Regions from separate parts of the Triticum aestivum genome. Here region 2 is linked to region 1. Evidence: chromatin contacts called from public Hi-C data. All regions are on one chromosome and are shown on one strand. Each heading gives the region's core, a stretch centred on a gene start, on an enhancer-like site or on the middle of the called end of the contact. The rest is flanking DNA. Distances are from core to core; before and after follow the strand shown. Region 1 has its middle 17 kb from the start of LOC123160057. Region 2 holds the start of LOC123157423 (cryptochrome DASH, chloroplastic/mitochondrial).

The links. A called contact is a pair of places that touch in the nucleus more often than the background predicts.
Region 2: a contact with region 1 is called in a Hi-C map of leaf, with 3 times the contacts expected there. The contact joins the promoter of LOC123157423 here to the enhancer-like site in region 1. A contact is called at or near these places in 4 of 5 Hi-C or Micro-C datasets (leaf, root and an unstated tissue).

What each region holds. Positions count from the first base shown.
Region 1 is chr7B:666,013,359-666,016,721 of IWGSC CS RefSeq v2.1, forward strand. No RefSeq gene overlaps it. Among protein-coding and RNA genes, the nearest start is that of LOC123160057, 17 kb to the left of the region's middle. Within about 2 kb of position 1,468, at least 8 of the 8 cell types and tissues checked have an H3K27ac peak or open chromatin away from gene starts, as enhancers often do. A contact at or near this core is called in leaf and root, where this site is marked.
Region 2 is chr7B:666,243,927-666,247,289 of IWGSC CS RefSeq v2.1, forward strand. It overlaps LOC123157423 (cryptochrome DASH, chloroplastic/mitochondrial), which reads left to right and starts at 1,602. Exons shown (of 12, transcript XM_044575701.1): 1 at 1,602-2,053; 2 at 2,151-2,290; 3 at 2,381-2,608; 4 at 2,702-2,846; 5 at 2,969-3,156; 6 at 3,230-3,276. The coding sequence starts at 1,621.

The sequences.
Region 1 (3,363 bases), core at 218-2,717:
CATACGAACAAATTCCGATGATAATAAAATAGTACTCTCTCCGTTCCTAAATACTTGTCTTTCTAGAGATTTTAACAAGTGACTACATGCGGAGTAAAATGAGTGAATCTACACTCTAAAATATGTCTATATACATCCGTATGTGGTAGGCCATTTGAATCTCCAAAAAGACAAATATTTAGGAACGGAGGGAGTAGTATTCACTTGCAGAGAACGATTCACAACATAACACATTTGAGTCATCTATTTTGGAACGGAAGGAGTACTCTAGAAGGCACCGGATAAGTAACACAGACGGGCACTACATCAGATTAAACCCAAAGTAGACTGACAGAAAGCATCGCATATTGGCGAGATCTTCATCGACATTGGAACTCCATCCAGAGAGCAGTCAGCCACCCAGCACGATGAAACCGTCTTCGGTCACCGGATACGAAGAGTAATCTTTGTACTCAAATCTCTTGACGCCATCAGACGTATACTCTCCCCAGTACTTCTCGTGCTCCTCTTCCAGCTTAGCTATGAAAGTGTCGAAATCCTCGGCCGATTCCTCTTGCCCCTGCTTTTGCTTCGAGATCTTGCCTACCTCGGAGAAGCCGGCATCTGCCTCCGTCTTCTTGAAGGCCGCTGCTTCTCCGTCGGAACTGCAGCCCTTGCGCGGACGGCGACGGCCGGCCGCCGGAGCCTTCCTTTTGGTGCTGCGCTTGCCCTCCCCGCAGACGGCCGCGTCCTCCGCCTTGCTGCACAGCTTGGGCGGAGACCCTCTGCTGGCCATCGCTCCTCGTCGGATCTAATCACCGGAGGCTGGACGGAATTTGATGATTTGCTTATTGGGTTGGCTTGATTCAAGGGGAAATCGGGGAACTTGTGGGGCGGCTGCGCCTCCTCGCTTCTATTTATAGGCGAACCCTAGCAGCTCTGCTCCGGTCCCGGAGATGGATTCCTTCTTCGTGTCCAATTCCTAGATAAGGCCAGCCCGGTGCTCCTATTCTTAATCCCCCGCAGGCTGGCGGCCCATTTAGTGCTCCCCGCGGTCAAAAAAAACCTATTCCGCCCATGGGTCGGTGGATAGAAAAATCCCTATTTGCCGCGGTTTTCTGTGGTTTTTCTTATTTTCCCCTCAAATAAAAATTTCCCCTAAAAGAAGCTATTGGGTCTGTTTTTCTTTTCTATGTGTTTTTCTTTGTTGGTCATGGATATGCAGGGCAGGGAAGGGAACTTCACCACCGAAAAGCACCTCCGGTGCTGGGCCATCTGCACGCGTGCGCCCTCCAAAGATAGTGGCCGAGCCACATCAGAAAAATAGAGGGCGGCCATGGCGCGGTTTGTGGAAGGCCGGCGATGGCGGGGTGGACCAGGTGGTGGAAGCGCGGTTGGTGGCGGCGGGCCGGCACGGAGCTCCAGTGGGAATGGCCGAGCGCAGCACTTTGCCAGCGTGAGGGGGTGGCTGGACGCATAGGTGGGGGATGAAGATTCGGGAGAGTAGGCGGCAGCGACTGATTGCTTTTCTTTTTCTTATTGGTTAAGAGAGACAGGGGGAGAGAGAGAGAGTTTTTTCTTCTTGACCCACATGTAAGTGACAGATGAAGACGGGCAAAATTGTTAGGAAACGTCCCAAACACGGTCAAACCCCTTTGACATGGAAAAATGTAAATGTTCCAATTCATTCTGATAGTTTAGGTAAGGGCATATATATTGGTACTATCTTAAGAGTGCCACGTAGAATAAATGATGAGGTGGAGGAAAGAAAACTCATAAGAAAAGGCTTGTCTTCTTTTATTTAAGAGAAGACAAAAGATGATTTCTTAGCACAATATATCTCACCATGTTTTAGGAATAGCTAGTTATTGAAAATAAGGCTTAGGCTTTTTTTTGTCATCTCTAAATTACATGTAAGATTTAAAATAAGAGTATCTTATCAACCATTGTACATGCCCTCAGCATAGCTATGGTACTAGATCTTCTAGTTTTTGGGATGGCTCTATCCCTGATTTTAGTTCTCTATCTATCTATTATCCGAGAAATAAAGTCGTATTGCTTTAAAAAAAACAATGCATGCGAAAAAAGATGTAACATCAAATTCATAGAAAAACTGCTATTACTTCCTCGTAGAAGTACAAATCAGTACTTAAAGCATGACATGCACCAAAAAGACAGCGATATCTGTACAAATCAAGCCAGTAAAGCATGTTAACCACTGAGCAGTGCTAGGCGTATGATAAATTTTTGTACGATGTTGTACGACTTTGCTCAGTCACCCTCCGATCGAATCTATGCATCAACATCAATCGTTGGATCACTGGGTCGGACGTGACTCGTACATTTGAAGTCGTACGCAGAGCAATTTCGTTAACCACTGTGCTCGACGTATCCTGAAGATATTCTTCCCTAGTTTGCTCTATGTTAACCACTGCTAGAGGGGTATCGTGATGCAATTCTTCCCTAGATCGCTGTACTTAACCACTATGCTAGAGGTATCTTGAAGCAATGCTTCCCTAAATTCCTGTATCTAGCATCTCCAAGGGACATCATACGGTATCATACAGAACTTTATGAGCAAATACCATGCACCGAAACATCCCATCACAAAGAAATCCATCCGAAACTCCATCTAAGCTGGTGACACTGTCGTGTCTGGCTCACACCTAGTAGGAACACAGAGGTAGGGGAAAGATGTATTAGTAAAAGAGTAATGCAACAGAGTAAGAAACTATTATGAGAACTGATATATGCTGAGAAGAAGCATATACCAACATCAACTTGAAACTTTTACATATATTTACAAAAGAAAAAACTTAAAATCAACAATACCTCCTCCGTTACAAAATATTTGAAGTTCTAGTTTTGTCCTAAGTCAAACTTTAAGTTTGACCAAATCTATGGAATAATATATTAACGTCTAAAACATCAATCTAGTTGCATTAGATTCATCATAAAACATATTTACATAATATATATTTGATGTTGTAGATATTAGCATATTTCCCTATATACTCCCTCTGTAAACAAATATAAGAGCGTTTAGATCACTAAAGTAGTTATCTAAACGCTCTTATATTTTTCTTTAGGGAATACATGATATTTGAACAAGCTCGGCGCCATGGTGCAGTCCATGATGCAACACACGGGTATGGCTGCTGAAAGATCCCCTACTGTTGATGTGGTAGCTACAGCAGGAGCATTCTGAAATGCAAAATCTCAGAATCATATCATGCCTTTGCCATTCTACCAAAGCCATATCCTTGCTCATCCAACTCTTATCTTGAGGCATGTCTCAAATATTGCAAATTTCAAGACAAACAGATCTACTCCATCCGTCCAATAATATAAGAGCGTTTTTTAGACTAGTGTGGTGTCAAAAAC
Region 2 (3,363 bases), core at 352-2,851, 230 kb after region 1:
CCTCTTTGGAAGGACTACTTTGATACAACAAACCCGTTGTTCAAACATTAAAAATTCCCCGCCGTTTCCGTATGAGTAGGCATCTTTCAAACCGTATTAGAGAGGGGGTGGTCGGCTATGATGACTATTTCGAGTGCAAAGAGGATGCCGTTGGCAAGATTGGTTTCTCCTCTTATCAGAAATGCACTGTCGCCATCCGAATGCTTGCATATGGAGTGCCCGGTGATCTCATTGATGAGTACGTTCGTATGAGCGAGTCTACATGCCTAGAGTCCCTGTATAAGTTCTGCAAGGCTGTTATTGCTCTGTTTGGTCCTGAGTACTTGAGAGAGCCAACTGCTGAAAATACAACCCGTTTGTTGGCGATGAATGCCAGCAGGGGCTTCCCAGGGATGCTTGATAGCATAGACTGCATGCACTGGGAGTGGAAGAACTGCCCTTCTGCTTGCAACGACAGTATAAGGGCCATGTCAGGGCTTGCACTGTCATACTAGAGGCCGTGGCGTCTCAAGATCTTTGGATCTGGCACTCTTTCTTTGGCATGGTCGGATCACACAATGATATCAACGTGCTTCAACGCTCGCCGGTGTTTGCTATGCTTGCTGAAGGCAACATCCCACCGGTGAACTTTACTGTCAACGGCCACAATTAAAACAAAGGATACTACCTGGGTGACGATATCTATCCTCAGTGGAATTGTAAGACAATACCCAACCCTGCCGGAGAGAAGAGGAAAAGATTTGTCCAAGAGCAAGAGAGTGCTAGGAAGGATGTCGAGCGTGCCTTTGGTGTTTCGCAATCTCGACGGGGCATCATTCGGTATCCTGCTAATACCTGGAGCACGCAGAAACTGTGGAAGGTGATGACTGATTGTGGGATTATGCACAATATGATCGTAGAAGACGAGCGCCCAAAACGTCTGTATGATCAAGAGTTTCAGTTTCAGGGTGAGAATGTTGTGCCTTAGCATGGAGGAGCGGCAACGTCTGAACAATTCATCCAATTTCATCATGACATGCGTAATTGGGAAACTCACGTGCAACTGCAAAATGATTTGGTTGAGCATATGTGGGTTCATGTTGGTAACCAATAGATGTATCTTATTTTATTCGTTTGCAAAACTATGTGAGTCATTTTTATTTTTATTGGGCTTGTAAAACCATGCTATTTTACTCGGTTCAAACTATGTTATTTGACTATATGTTTAAATGCAAATTCATCAATGTAAAATAGGGCGGCCAGCCGGCCACGCCGACACATATGAATCGACGCGTTCGGCGCGCTACCGACCCATATCTAAACAGGGCGGATGCCGGTGGGCGGCCGACCCAAACGAATAAAAAGCAGACAAAATCGCCGTCCATTTGAATCGCTCCATTCGAGTTGCTTTAAGAAAATGATGACAACAACACGCTGCCGTTCGGGTCCACCCTCATAAAACCTCTGTGCTCTGGCCCACATTATCCATCACCCATATCCCCAGGCTCACATTCATCCACGTAGCACCACTCAAATTCCCCCACGTGGCACCTCTCCCCGCTCTTCCCTCCACCTTCCTCCCTCACCCATCTTCCACCCACCCCCCTCAACTCTCAAAAACCTCACCTCCCAGTCCACGAAATGCTCCACCACCACCTCCTCTCCTCCTCCGCCTCCTCCTTCCCTCCCGCCGCCGCGCAATCACTCCTCCTCCTCCCGAGACCGCCGGCCGCCATCCTCCGCGCCCTCATCTCCATGGCCGCCTCGACCTCGAGCTCGATCCCGTTCCGCCCCCCGCGCGCCGTGCTGGCGGCGGCGGTGCCGTCCCTCGGCGCCGAGGAGACCGCGGCCGCGGCCGACGAGGCCTTCCGGAGGCACACCTCGCCGGGCCTTCGGAGGGCAGTCGGCGCGGGGGGCGTGGCCGTCGTGTGGTTCAGGAGCGACCTCCGGGTGCTGGACAACGAGGCGCTGGCGCGCGCGTGGGCGGCCTCCGGCGTCGTCCTCCCCGTCTACTGCGTCGACCCCCGCGCCCTCGCCGGCGCCACCCACCGCTTCGGCTTCCCCAAGACCGGAGGCGAGGCACATCACAGCAAATTTCCACGCCATCGACGACACTGAACCTCGATTGATCCGACCGACTGACTGACTGACTGACTGATCGATTGCTGCAGCATTGAGGGCGCAGTTCCTGATAGAGTGCCTGGGAGACCTGAAGCGGAACCTGCAGAAGCGCGGGCTCGACCTGCTCGTCCGGCACGGCAAGCCTGAAGACATCCTCCCTGCGATCGCCAAGGCCGTCAGTGCACACACAGTAAGAGCCCCATCTGCACAGCACAATATCATATCCACCGAGCCGGTTAATTGCTTCAGCTTGATACTGAATTTCCCGGTCGATCTTCAGGTCTATGCCCACAAGGAGACCTGCAGCGAGGAGCTCCTCGTGGAGCGCCTCGTGCGCAGAGGCTTGGAGCAGGTGGTTCTCCCTCAAGGACAGGGAGGAGCTTCTGGCCGGAATAATAGGCCTCTCAGCCCCAAGCTTCAGCTCGTCTGGGGAGCGACGATGTACCACACCGACGATCTCCCGTTCCCGGTGAGCAACCTGCCGGACGTGTACACACAGTTCAGAAAGGTAGGTGCTCTCCATTCATCCTGATTCCTCTGTAAATTGTAATGGTAAGGTTGGTGGGTGTTGTTCATGAAATGTGATGCTTCTGCCGTGCAGGCGGTCGAGTCGAAGTCCTCGGTCCGGAGCTGTGGCAAGCTGCCGCCTTCGCTCGGGCCGGCCCCGGGCTCCGGCCTGGATGAGCTCGGCGGGTGGGGGTCGATACCGACTCTGGAGTCACTGGGCCTAAGTGTAACGAAGGCAGGTTCAGTTAACTGTATTCCACATACTGATCTTCAGTACCCCCACTGTGGTACCTTGTTTGGATATGGTTCTAGAATTTCACTTCCAGTTGGTACTGTTTGATTTGCCTCTCTATGTAGTCAGAGAAGGGAATGCGTTTCGTCGGAGGGGAGAGCGCGGCTCTCGGAAGGGTTCACGAGTACTTCTGGAAGAATGATCAGGTGAAAGTCTACAAAGAGACCAGGAACGGCATGCTTGGGCCGGACTACTCCACCAAGTTCTCCCCTTGGCTTGCCTCCGGCAGCCTTTCGCCGCGCTATGTTTGCGAAGAGGTGGATATTTAGCGTTGTCTGCGCACATTATCAGCTCTTTCTCTCTTGTGCTAAATGTCTGGTGATTATTCAGGTTAAGAGATATGAGAAGCAGCAAGTGGCAAATGATTCCACATACTGGTTAGTCAGTGTGCATATCTGGCCTAAATTTCATGTTGAAGTTTTTGTAAGGAATGCTCAGATTCATACTGTCTGGTCTGCCTTTAC